2 separate regions of the Sus scrofa genome follow, and region 2 is linked to region 1. A link is a contact called in public Hi-C data. All regions are on one chromosome and are shown on one strand. The core of a region is the stretch at or near the end of the contact, and the rest is flanking DNA. Distances in the headings are between cores, read along the strand shown. Region 1 overlaps SPTLC3 (serine palmitoyltransferase 3). Region 2 overlaps TASP1 (threonine aspartase 1).

Region 1 (7,251 bases), core at 4,264-6,763:
ACTTCCATATGTTGTAGTGCAGCCATTAAAAAAGAAGAAGAAAAAGAAATGCATGCAGTCAAGGAGATCCTGATGCCCTTAATTTACCACCACCGCTCCCCCCAGTTCAGGTGGGCCATGTGACTAGTTTTGGCCAATGGACTATTAACAAGGTGATAAGTCACTTCTAGGCTGATGCTCGTTCTTCCCTGGTGACCACGGAGGTCATGTGTTGAGATGGTCAAACTTCAAGCTGGCAGCAGCTTGAGTCACTTCCTATAGAAGGGAAGTGTGCAAGGGATTGTTCACTTTGTATTAGATCTGGTGTGAGGAAGAAATAAACCTGGTTCAGTTAAGTCACTGAGACTTACACCATTTTCAAGGTTTATTGTTACATGGCCATAATGTAGCTTCTCATGGCTAATCCAGGACCTTGAAGGAAATCTAGTCTTACCTCATCACCATCATAAGAATCCTTCCTATAGCATCTCTGAGACATGGTCCAAATACTTCTTCAACACCTCAGGAATAAGTAACAGCTAGTGATTATATAGTTCTTTTTATATGCAGAATTGTTTTCAGTCACAATTTAAAGTATTTTGTGTGCCTTCATTGACCTATTTCTCATAAGTATCATAACTTATCCATATTCTCTTCCTTATTTTGCAGCTGGAGGAACTGAAACACAGAGAAGGAACTTGCTCAGGGTTGAACAGATAAGGTAAGTCACTTGCCTAAGGCCACACAGCAAGTTAAGTGGTATCCCAGGAATCGAGTCCAGGCAGCTGTTAAGTGGTATTCCAGGAATCGAGTCCAGGCACCCTTAACCACTGCACCATAGAGAGATTGAATTCTTATTTCCTTTTGCACACAGACTACTCAATAAGGCACAGAATCATAAAACCCAAATGTCAAAGCTGGAGAGGACCTTAGAGATCAATCAATCACTGCATCTACATAGAGGAACAGAATCACCCTGAAAGCCCCTTTCATGATTTAGTGAAAAAGAAAGTTCTGTCCTTTCAGTTTAACCCTGGGGAGCACTGGGGCTCAGTGGAAGGGCTTCAGGGACCAGCACTTTGGAGGTAGGTGGAGACACTATGTCATCCAGACCAGCCCTATTCTAGTCTGTTTTATGTAGTAGCCTTCTGGGTAAAATTTGTATGCAAATAAATTATTCTGCTGCTTTAATAAAATTTCATACTTCTACTGAAAGAGTCAGCCTGGACGGATGTACTAAACAGTGTAGGGCTTCACATCAGCCCAGGGGGCAGGTCTTAGCCAGGATAATTTGCTGTTTCATAAACAAACACACTCACTAGATTGCTTGATAGCAAGAACTGCCCTGTCCATCACTGTCCCCCATTGTGATATGTAGCAGAAACTCTATAAACTGTATCTGAAAGATAGAGAGTTCCTAGAGCCTTTGATGAAACAGTATTTCTTTCTTTCTTTTTTTTCCTCTTAAGGCCACACCAGTGGCATATGGAAGTTCCTGGGTTAGGGTTTGAATCAGAGCTGCAGCTTGAGCCTAAGCTACAGTCCCTGCAACACTGGATCCAAGCCGCATCTATGACCTACGCCGAAGCTTGCCGCAATGCGGGAGCATGAACCCATGAGGGCCACGGATCGAACCTGCATCCTCAGAGAAACAATGTTGGGTCCTTAACCACTGAGCCACAACAGGAACTCTGAAATAGTTTTTCAAAAAGAAGATTAAGCTCATTTGAGTGGAACAAAGTAGCACACCTTGCCTGTGGTAACCTGACGTCTAAGAAATGACAGGAAAGTTATCATGGTGCTTTATCCATATATCCTTAAATGGGCAGCAATGGATTTCTTCTCCCCAATCTCTGGCTGATAATGAATGAGTAAACAAATGAATGAATAGATGGATGGGTGGATGGATGAAAAAAATGAGTATTAAGTTGGCGAGATTGTTCTCAAGGGAAACACAAGTGACAGTCCCAAGAAAGCACAGCAAACATACACCAAGGTCAACTTCCTTTTAACACAACCAATTAAACAAAAGTATCCACATTTACTGATAACATTAAGAGGTGAATTAGAGCTGTTTTAGGCCCACTCGCTTTTCTATAGGACACCCTGAGGGTCCCGGGCTGTGAGCAGGACAGGTGGGCTGAGAGATGAACTGCCAGGGCACCTTTGCTTTCAAAAAGCATCCTCTCCCTTCTTTTGTGGTGATAGCAGTTTTAGTACATTTATGTTCTCTGTACTATTCTCTTTTTTTGGCTGTCCCCTGGCATAAGGAGTTCCCGTGCCAGGCCGGGATCAGATCTGAGCAGCAGCTGCAACCTCAGCCACAGCTGCAGCAATGCCAGATCCTTAACTGGGCCAGGGGTTGAACCCACATCCCAGAGCTCCCAAGATGCCTCCAATCCCATTGCAGCACAGTAGGAACTTCTACTATGTACTATTCTGTACTATGTACTGTTGATGTACACATGGCTTGATTTACAAATTGGTTATGTTGAGATGAAGGTGTATATTAGAGAAGGGGGAGGTTGCTGGGGCACAAGGGAGACAGAGAGGCCTAAGAAAGGAGCTTACAGGAGGAGTGCTAGCCATGGACTCTCTTACCTTGCGTGGTCCCATCCAGTCCCATGATTAATTTCATCGATCTGATGATTTGCTCTGCTACTGGAGGGCTCATGGATGTAGCATAAGCAGCACTGTGTGAGTGAGCTCGTAAATAATCCACAAGGTCCTTTAAGAAATCCAAAGAGAAGGCAAATAAATCTCAGTGCTGGTGATCCCATCTCCATCCATTATAGCCCAAGACAGTTAATTCTTGAATGTAGTTAGATCGTCCGTGGGTATCACCAAACTATTTTTTTTCTATCCCTTCCTCTTCATCTCTCCTTCAAAAACCTAGAAAGTATACAAACATGGGATGCTGAGAATTTGGAGTTGAGAGCTGTAAGGCAAAACCAGATGTGCAAAAGAAAAATGGTTTCCTAGACATTTGCTTGAGTACCTAGCCTATCCAAGCACTGGTTGAGTGTTCAGAAGTGTCTGAAGGGATGTGTTTTCTGCCCTTAACATATTACATCAGATGTATTCCTGCCCATGGAGAAGTAATGGCAAGAAAAGTAAAAAGCCACGCAAACTAGTATATGCAGTAGGGCGAACAGAATACAGAGGAAAGAGAGGAGGTCTGGCCAGCATGAGTGGGTAAGGGAGATTCCCTTAAATGACAAGTTCCCATTGTGGCACAGTGGAAACAAATCTGACTAGGAACCATGAGGTTTCGGGTTCAATCCCTGGTCTTGCTCAGTGGGTTAAGGATCTGGCATTGCCATGAGCTGTGGTGTAGGTTGCAGACGCAGCTCGGATCTGGTGTTGCTGTGCCTGTGGTGTAGGCTGGCAGCTGTATCTCTGATTCGACCCCTAGCCTGGGAACCTCCATATGCCTCAGATAAGGACCCTAAAAAGTAGAAAATTAATTAATTAATTAATTTTTTAAAAAAAGCATCAGGTGTAAAGTGAATTCCTGGTGCTGTTGGCAATTATTGTTGATGGGTTGCCAACTCAGAGATTCTTAAAAATGGAAGCATGGGGTGGGAGGAGAGGACCACAATATAAAAGTTTGGACTGTCTTTATTGCAGCTCCCTCCTTTTGCAGAGGGGAATGCTGTTAGGTTATGTGACTCATATTAATAGACCCAAACAACAAACCAAAGGTTTTAAGCCCAGAACTGCCTTATTGGGTAAGAGTGAAAAGGAAAAGAGAGGCATTTAGATTCCAGCTGCAGCTCAGATTCAATTCCTGGCCCAGGAACTTCTATATGCCATGAGGGAGGCCATAAATAAATAAGTAAATAAATAAATAAATAAATAAATAGGGAGTTCCCATCGTGGCTCAGCAGAAACGAATCCGACTAGGAACCATGAGGTTGCAGGTTCAATCCCTGGCCTTGCTCAGTGGGTTGAGGATCCGGCATTGCCATGAGCTGTGATGTACGTTGCAGAGGCAGCTTGGATCTGGCGTTGTTGCAGCTGTGGCATAGGCCGGCAGCTGTAGCTCAGATTAGACCCCTAGCCTGGGAACCTCCATATGCCTCAGGTGGGGCTCTAAAAAGCAAAAATAAAACAAAAACAAACAAACTTTTAATACATAAGTAAAAAATAAAGAAAGGACCCAGACCTGTGGCAGACTACATGACTACAGAGGTAGCAGAGCTGATGATTTCACTGATAGACCCCAAGCTAATGTTCATCAGCTGCATAAGTCTCAATTTGAAGAACTTTCTATGTATTAACTCATTTTAGCTTCACAATAATGCTTTGAGGTAGGTACTATTTTAATTTCCATTTGATAGGTGGGATCACTGAATTACAGACCAGATCAGAAAATGATCCAGCCCCAAACTGGCTGGATAACAAGGATGTGGACCCACAGAGTTTGGCTCTAGCATCCCTCTGCCATGTGCACTATACTATATTACTTCTTCAGATCAGAGGAGTTGGCTTGGCATGGGGTGAGGGAGGACCCAGGAGAGCACAGACAAGCCTCCTTCACAGCTCCTTACCCCTGTTGTGCTTTCCTTAATCCACAGAGATTGTGCTTCTGGAGAAGCAGGGGAAGGGGAGAGTTCCTATTACACTCCCGTGTTCATGGTACTAAACCAGAGAATTGCATCAGTCTCAAACTCTTTCATATCTATTAACTTTTACTTCTGCAAAAAACCTGAAACCTTCTTGAGTTATATACTTTCTTATACACTCTCTTAAAATCCATAGTGGTGGCTATTTAGAGGGGGCCTGGTAAAATACTGATGGTCTAGTGGAAAGCAGAGGGGTTTTAGGGACCGAGGAAGGATGGTGAAGGTCCCTGGTGTATAGAAGGGAGTACTAAGCAGCATTCTTAGGAAGAGGTGTAGTGATATTCGTGTAGCCTTGGGGCATCACTGACAAAAACCGAAGAAATAATACAAAGTTGCCTTTGATCCCTAACGGGCTCTTTATGTCTCCAAACTCCAATTTCCCTTTGCAAATCAGATATTTCACAAAGCCAAGGTCATGTGCACCCTTAGTTTTATAAGTGCTTCATCAGCATAGTATCTCTTCCCTTTAACGTTGAGACTATCTTGCCCATAATCTTATTTCTCTCAGAGTTGGAGTGCGTGAATGGGAGCTCACTTGCTTGCTTGGTACAGAAAGTGGGGCTCCTAGAGTAACTCCCACAGAGCCTCGGAAACCTTAGTTCCTGGTTTCTGATTCCTTCCTATTATTGTCCACTGGGTGCCATGAGCCGTAGTTAAGAGTTGGCTTCATTCTTTGACAAGGAGAGTCAGGGTTGTGTTTTCCTTCAAGGCAGGTTAGAGGTCTCCTCAGACTGAGTTTCTAAGGCCATTAGTAAGTGCAAAACCCCAAGCCTGGAGTTCAAAGACAAGGGTGGCTTTTCTGGGGAAATCAGACAGGAGGCTCTTAGAATAAACATCTTGGAGTTTATTCCATGACCCCCATTTACTTCAAAGGGCTGGTAAAGACAGCCTGGGCTGAGCACACAGAGCAGAACTGGCTTCTGCCTCCCTCTGGCACCCAGACTTCTGGGTCTAACACTCCCACCAATCCTGCCTGCCCTGCCCCACTTCTTTTCCAGAATCTCAACCCGGCAGCTTATCAGGCCTGAGGGCTATTTTTCCTTCCTTCGTTTGCAAATCTCTGGTCAGTCTGTGGAGGCTGTGAAAGCCAGTGTCATCCCCAGGCATGTGAAAGGACACAGGATCCATGCTGGTTAAAAAATCTGGACACCCCCCCCCGCCCCCCGCCAAAACTAGAGTCTATGACGTTGAACCCGTCTCCTCAGCAACTGAATTGACGCAAATTTAAAAATAAAAATAAGGAAACTATCCAGCTCAGGTTTTCTTCAGAGAGTTCTCTGGTGGCTCAGCAGGTTAAAAATTTGATCTTGTCACTTCTGTGTTGTGGGTTCCACCTGTGGCCTGGGGAACTTCTGCATGCTTGGAGGCATGGCTGAAATAAAAGGAGGAGGAGGAGGAGAAGAAGGAGGAGGAGGAGGAGGAGAAGAAGGAGGAGGAGGAAAAGGAGAAGGAGAAAGAGGAGAAGGAGAAGAAGAAGAAACAGAAGAAGAAGAAGCCTCCATTCATGGAGCTCTGAGAGGTGGATAGAAGTACCTGATGTTCCACTGAAGGTTATGAAAGAACAAAAGCTTCAAGATGGGCCATTCACAGATCATCTATAGCAGTTCTAAATCCACAGTGGGCAAAACAGTAAATCCTTGCTGGCTCTTGAGAGACTGATTTAGCAGTTTCCCTGAGGTGGGGAGAGTAGGTCTGGCCAGGGCAGTCAACTCCAAGGGTGGAGATGAATTTGTAGGACATTTTCTTAGAGAAGGCTGAAGCCACAACCAAAATCTCTTCTCTCTGTGGTTGTATCTTAGCACCAAACCAATTTTTCTCTTGTGCGTTTCTAAGTATAATTTCTTCTGTGACGCATCTGGTTGCTAAGGCATGCAGTTCTGACCTTGACCTACTCCAAAAGGATTTCTAGAACCTTCTAGAAATTGTTATTGGGAATATAGTCCCTCTACCACTACCACTGACACTGACTTTAAAAAGAGAATTATTAAGATAAGGTGAACGGTTTTGTCCCTCTCTAGAGTTTTGGACCCAAGTGATTAGTTTTAAATATCAAGATTTACTAGGAAGCCCATCCATGTAGTGAACTTGAAATTATTAAGATTTCAGAAAAATGTAAGATCCTATTGTGCAGTTTAACATCCTTTGTGATTAATGTGTTTGGGCTTTTGTAGTATCTAGTATCTAGAATGCTGGGGCTTTTGCAGTACTCCCCCAAATGGAAATATTTTCAAATATCCAGAAAAAACATGATGATGTAACTCTGAAAACTGAACTCAAAATGTTTAAATGGATAGCAGGGAGATTTTTTTTCAAACAAAGATCTTTAGCATTTGCCCAATTCTATGACCTACCAATTAAGAAGTATAGTTTTTAAAAAAGGCTCAAAGTGAAAATTCTTCTCAAAATCCATGTCCAGGGGAATAAAAACTTGGATTTAAATGGAAACTACACATAATTTAAAATTAACATAATTTATCAACTTAAATGTACAGAAGAGCAGATACATACGTTCCATTAACTCACGGGTTCATTAGGTTGGAAGGAAACCACAGTTTACCTGGATTTATCACAGTCTCATCAAATTGATTCCAAATGGGTGTTTATCTGATTTTTAAGTCATCAGGAGACTAAACACCCAGACACT
Region 2 (6,555 bases), core at 2,728-5,227, 400 kb before region 1:
TGATCGTGATCTTGTAGGATGCTGTCAGACCTTGTTTCTCAAAGTAGGGTCCATGGACCAGTAACATCAGCCTCAGCATTATGGTGAGGTTGTTAGATGTACAGTTTTGACTGATTTTGGATTACTCCATCAGAATCTGCATTTAAACTGACTCTCCAGATGGTTTGTATGCACACTGAGGTTTGAGAAGCCCCCCCTGTCGATGACAAAAGACTTGGCACCTGAACACAACAGTCTCTATCTGAGGTCACAAGAACATAAAGATTTTGGAGTTACTTCTGAGAATAACAAAATGTGTTCACCTGTAAAGTACATTTCTCTTCCGTATCATGCCTCTTTTCTGGAATATAATGTGTCTGATGCATTTCTTTACTTTGGTGCTTCCATCTTACCTGCCACAGGTGACAGACCTCACTCTGTCTATACCAAGAGCATGAACCAGACTATTGCGAATCTTCCCTAAGAAGGGTGGTTCTTGGGCTTGTGTGAAATTGAATCTTGAGAGAAGGGGGTGAAAAACTGAGGCCCTGATGTTAGAATGGTCACTTGTTAGGCTTGTTTTTGCAACACCAAGGATGCTGACATGATTTATTTACTCCCAATTAAAGAATAGCATGTCCTGACTGCCTGCTCTGTGCAAAACAAAGCAGAGTTGATCAGACCTTTCCTCAGAGAGTTTACAGTCAGGCTAGGGAATGGTCCTTGAAAGTCAGACAACCTGCCACCAGTGGGACTGTGATATGCTGGGACATGGCCACGTCAACCCATTGGCTGGACTTCTCTCCCAGCTGTGGTGAAAAGGGAGCATAGGGATATGGCACTCATTTCAGTCAGTTACACCTGTTCTAGCAAAGTAAGTACTGCCGTAGTGTGTTAGTATATTTATGGGGACCATTTTTTAGAGCAGAAGTCAAAGAATATGTAAATGTCTAGATGTACCTGCTCCTAGTAGACTTAATGTACTACTCCTTGTGGCAGTTTCTGGCTCTTAATGTTTTAGTTGGCTTTAAGAAAAAATCTTTTGGATTTCCTATTGTGGTGCTGCGGAAATGAACCCGACTAGTATCCATGAGGACTTGGGTTCGATCTCTGGCCCTGCTCAGTGGGTTAAGGATCCAGCATTGCCATGAGCTATGGTAGGTTGCAGATGCGGGTTGGACCCCACATTGCTGTGACTGTGGTATAGGCCTGGAGCTGCAGCTCCCATTCAACCCCTAGTCCGGGAACTTCCATATGGCACAGGTGCGGCCCTAAAAAAGCAAAAGGAATAAAAGGAAAAATCTTTTGTTTGCATTCTGCTTCCACTATTTCCAAACTCTTCAGTATTGCTCAACTTCTGAGGTGGTCCTGGGAGCCCAATGACTTTTCTGGGGATGGCCTTATTGTGGCATTTCGGAACCCACTCAGCCAGGGACCCCTCAGCACAAATGCCGTCTTGCTCTGTAGCATAAGCATAAACCACAGAGGAAGAAGAGCTGGTCTTATCAAATGTGGTTATTTGGCTCTTTCACACATACTTGAGGTGGGAAGTGAGGGTGGGAGCCTCAGGTTCCAGGGCACCAGGACCCTAAAAGACCATCGTGACCACTTTGAACCTAAAGACCTGTAGTAGCCCTTATTTTTCTTTTTTTTTCTCTTTGTTCTTCCTTTTTTTTTTAGCCCTTCTTCATATATGAAAAAGAGATAATTTTTCATGAAACTTTTCCCCCTCTACCCTTCTGGTTTTTTTTTTTCCTTTTTAGGGCTGCACCCATGGCATGTGGAGGTTCTTAGGCTAGGGGTCAAATCGGAGCTACAGCTGCCAGTCTCCACTACAGCCATAGCGACGCTGGATCCGAGCCGCATCTGCAACCCACGTTACAGCTCACAGCAATGCTGGATCCTAAACCCACTGAGTGAGGCTAGGGATCGAACCTGCATCTTCGTGGATAACCGCTAAACCATGATGGAAACTCTTTTACTTCTGATTTTTATCCCGCAGTGTTAAGTTTGTCTGCCTTGCCCAGGTGACCTAGAAATCTTCGAGGTAGGAGACAGCTGCTTGTGGTCACTATGTATGAAATGCCTTACGCATGTGGGACTTGGAAAAAGACACAGAAACACAAAGATGCCTCCCAGGAATGTGCAGTTTTTTGCCATACAATTGGCAAGCACATTTTTAATATAGCAAAGAAAGGAGCATGCCATAAAGCTTTTCGCAAGGGAGGAATTATAAAATAAAATTATAACATGGGCTACTTCAAGACTAGAAATGTCACTCTCTTCATTTATTGTGCTGACTATATTAACTTTTAGGAATTTGTATATCATAGTTAAAAAATACTAATAAGGACCTTTATTAGTCCACTTATACCATAGATCTTTTCCTCTACAAATTCTCAATCATGAACTTAATTTTTCAGATTAAGGAGATACTGTAATATTCTGCGATTTGTATTAATTTTTTTTTCTTTTTCTTAGAAAGACACATTGGGCTTGTTATTAGAGAAAAGCAACCAGATGCTCTTGGTTCAGGATTTCTTACTGGAAAATGAGTTTTGACTTTAACCTGATTTAAGGGGCAATTTCATAGTGGAGAATTTCAGGGGACTGCTGAATGTTCCAGTTAAAGACGAGCTCGGGTTCTCTTATATCACAATTGTCCTAAAAAGTGCTGCCCCCAATGGTCCTGTCATGGTCACACACCGTGCTTAGCAAATGCTCAGGCCGATTTTGCCCTGCAGGAGAACGACACAGGCACTTTGGATACGGTGGGCGCTGTGGTTGTGGACCACGAAGGGAACGTGGCTGCTGCTGTCTCCAGTGGAGGCTTGGCCTTGAAACATCCAGGGAGAGTTGGGCAGGTAAGTAATTATGGGGCTTTTTATTTTTAATGTATTTTTATTTATGTATATATTTTTAGGGCTGCACCAGTGGCATACGGAAGCTCCTGGCTAGGGGTTGAATTGGAGCTGCAGGTGCAGGCCTACATCACAGCCATAGCAACATGGGATCTGAGCCACAATGGGTACCTATGCCACAGCTTGTGGTCATGCCAGATCCTTAACCCACTGAACGAGGCCAGGGATTGAACATGTATCCTCATGAATCCTAGTCGTGTTTGTTAATCGCTGAGCCACTGGGAACTCTGTTTTTTAAACTAGCTTTCCAAGTTGAAACATGGAATTTCTAGCTCACAAGTTTTTAAAACTGTAGAGACATTTTTTTTTCCTTAGGAAAAATAAATGATGTTTTTTCCTAACATTTATGTAGTATAAATCATCCATCAAAGACTTGTTCCGGATTCTTTCTAAGATTAAAACCCTGTTGTGTTCTTTCTGATCTTTTCAACTGGTGATGCTGTGTTTTGCTCCTTTCAGTAGGTTGGGTACTGGCCTGGGCATTTATTAGACATTTAGTAAATTTGTATAGACTTCCATTTTCTTTCTTTGTAAATGTCCTTCTCTTCAGGAGCTGCCTGCTTTTCAGGTGGGAAAATGCATTTTTTTTATTTCCTTCATTCCAGGAACAGTAACATTTTGACCCTCTAATCCCTCCTCCAATTAAACATTTCAGCTATTTTATAGACTCGCTAGTATTTCAAGTCACCAGTATGCCATACCACTCAAGAAATCCAGATATAAAAAGGGTCTAATTTATGTGCAGCTGGCTTATTCCCAGTTCACTTGTATGTCATCTTCACCCCCGACTTCCCAGCTCCAGCCTTTAGTACTATAGTGAGAATGAAATGTAACAATCCATTTGATCTGATAACCCCTTTGAGTATAAACCAATTTGGCGTGTTACTTATGGGGTTAATGAATATTTGTTAAATGAAATATGAATTGGACACCCTTGAGGAGTCTGTTAAAGTAGTTGCACAGAGTGTGTTGAAGCACAGTATTTGTTTCTCGTATTCCATCTGGAGCGCCATTTGGCATGTTCTGTGTGCTTTGCCTCCCATGTTGGAAGAAGAGTCTCTGTCACAGTTGCTTTGGACTTGGTGGTTAGTGAGTGCTTGGAGCAGAGTGATCTAATTCATAGAGGACATCTTTGCAAAGCCCCACGTGACATTCCCTGTTTTGCCCTTTATTGTGGACAAGCCACTCATAGTCCTATGGTGGGAAGGGGAAGGGAATAATAATTTTGTGCTACTCTTTGCCCACCATACAAGGGGATTTATGAGGAATGATTACTTAACATGTGTACAGTGCTTTGAACTCATTATAAAAAGCCTTTGTCTGGTCATGGTATTTTTTTCCACGTTATAAAGCCCTGTGTATTTGTCAAGTTTGGAATAAGAAAACCACGCTTGGCATATCAGATTTGGATGCCTTGGTGGAGAAAGAGGGAGAAAAGCCAGCAAGGCCGCCTTCATTGCATTACAGTTCCCATGACTTTCTCACTGGTTTGTGTTTGTTTTGGTTAGCAAAATAGCAACAACAGATCCGACGATAGTTCTGGACTATGTTAGCAGGATATTACACTGAACAATCTTGAAAGCCATTCTGCCACTGCACGTGGGGTTGTCCTGGAAAAAGAAACACCATAAAACTTCCACGTACACATTTAAAAGTTGCTAAGGGAGTAAATCTTAAAAGTTCTCATCACAACGGAAGAAAAATTAAAAAAAATAAACCTCTGTAAGTGTGTCTGATGATGGATATGAACTAGACTAATTGTGGGGATCGTTTTGCAATACAGACAAATAGAGAATCATTATTTTGTACACCTGAAACTAATGTAATGTGTGTCAGTAATACCTGAATTAAAAAAAAAAAACAACCTTTACATACTGATTTGCCCTGGTTGGCTAGTTTATGAATGCACAGTTTGTGAGAGCTGAAGAATTAGGAAAAGGTGTGGAGGAGAGAGGGGTCATGGTGCTTTCAGGGATGCAGTTCTTACTTGGGTTTATTGCTCAGACGGAGGAGAGGACATAAGCCTGGAAACATGGCAGCGTCAGACGAGAGGTCAAGGGCTGTTCTTCTTGATGGGACAGCACGAAACAAAATACACAAACAATTATTTACAAAATCAAGGACTATTTTTTAAAAATGTGCTGAAACTAGATATTTTGAGATACATTTTATTTTTTTAATATTTTTCATTAAAATTTTTTTTAATTTCCCCAATACATTATTTATATTTTTTTTGTCTTTTCTAGGGCCACACCCGTAGCATATGGAGGTTCACAGGCTAGGGGTCTAATCGGAGCTGTAGCTGCTGGCCTATACCACAGCCACTGCAACGCAGGATCCGAGCCTTGTCTCCAACCTACACCACAGCTCACAGCGACTCCAGATCCTTAACCCACTGAACAAGGCCAGGGATCGAACCCGCAACCTCATGGTTCCTAGTCAGATTTGTTAACCACTGAGCCACAATGGGAACTCCTGTTGTTGTTTTTAAAGGTCTGCTTAAGGTTGGTTGTTTTATCCAAAGGAGTGGATAGAGAGGGACAGTCTCTGATTCTTTCTTTTCTCTTACCTGCCACTCTCTCAGCCCAACCAATTTCTGATGGTTAAGAAAGATGATGAATTTTGGTCATGAAGTTGAGGAGAAGAAGCATGAGGAAATTCACTTAGGAGAATCAAGAGTAAGAATGAGTGGTCTTTCTTTTTATTACTCCCACTGGGTTTCTAAGGCGTGTCCTTGTGGCCCTATTTACTATTTTAGGGGTACAGTCTCCTGCTCAGAATAACTGGGAGATAGAAAGGCAGTGGCCTAATATCCAGGGTTTTGGGTGAAGGAGGAATGGGCCCTTTCACTGACATCTCATGTTCTTGAGGCTTTGACCAACCCAACACGTGTCCTAGGTAGTAGCCCCAAGTCTTATCCCACAAGTCTGCCCATTTTATTCTGAAATCCATGTGCTGAGTCACTCCTCTTAGGGCTTTCATTTGCTACACTCACCCAACCATCTTGTGTATTTTAAAATCATGGTATTTTCTGGGAGTTCCCTTTGTGGCTCAGCAGTTAACAAACATGACTTGATCCATGAGGATGTGGGTTCGATCCCTGGCCTCGTTTAGTGGGTTGGGGATCCGGTATTGCTGTGAGCTGTGGTGTAGGTCGCAGACATGGCTTGGATCCCGTGTTGCTGTAGCTGTGATGAAGGCTGGTGGTTGTAGCTCTGATTCAACCCCTATAGCCTGGGAACTTCCCTATGCTGTGGGTGCTGCCCTAGAAAAAAAAAAAGCAAAAAAAAAAAACAAAAACATGGTATTTTCAAAGGCAGTAATGAATTTTTTATTGTCCACTACATTAGGGGTGTTGTGTTCAGTTCTTGGTTCTGCTTTTAGGAGGGGTATTGTCAGTGACAACGGGGGATGGCAACTGTGGATCATGTGAACATGGTTTCTCCAGTTATCCTGGACTGGGCGCTGGATAGTTTCTCAAAGAGGGTCGTTAAGGAAGAGGGTGGGTGTGTGCATCTCAGGGTCTTGAGGAACAGTTCACAGATTCTTTGAGAGAGAAAAGAGGGATCAGAGCCTTCGAATAGCTGTTTTCAAAAATTTGGAAGACTTTAGGGGGAGGTTAAAATATTTCCAGAGAGTAGAACCAGGATTGGTG

What was found. Hi-C and Micro-C count contacts between places; a contact is called where the count stands out from the background.
Region 2: a Hi-C map of omental adipose tissue shows a contact between it and region 1, with 1.8 times the contacts expected there. The contact joins two enhancer-like sites. A contact is called at or near these places in 19 of 47 Hi-C or Micro-C datasets (alveolar macrophages, embryonic fibroblasts, epiblast stem cells and 11 more).

Annotation. Positions count from the first base shown.
Region 1 is chr17:21,850,438-21,857,688 of Sscrofa11.1, reverse strand. SPTLC3 (serine palmitoyltransferase 3) reads right to left here. Exons shown (of 12, transcript XM_003134257.4): 9 at 2,581-2,707. Among named protein-coding and RNA genes, the nearest start is that of SPTLC3, 85 kb to the right of the region's middle. Within about 2 kb of position 5,513, at least 3 of the 83 cell types and tissues checked have an H3K27ac peak or open chromatin away from gene starts, as enhancers often do. A contact at or near this core is called in omental adipose tissue, where this site is marked.
Region 2 is chr17:22,254,208-22,260,762 of Sscrofa11.1, reverse strand. It overlaps TASP1 (threonine aspartase 1), which reads left to right. Exons shown (of 13, transcript XM_021078004.1): 9 at 2,724-2,843. Among named protein-coding and RNA genes, the nearest start is that of TASP1, 100 kb to the left of the region's middle. Within about 2 kb of position 3,977, at least 2 of the 83 cell types and tissues checked have an H3K27ac peak or open chromatin away from gene starts, as enhancers often do. A contact at or near this core is called in omental adipose tissue, where this site is marked.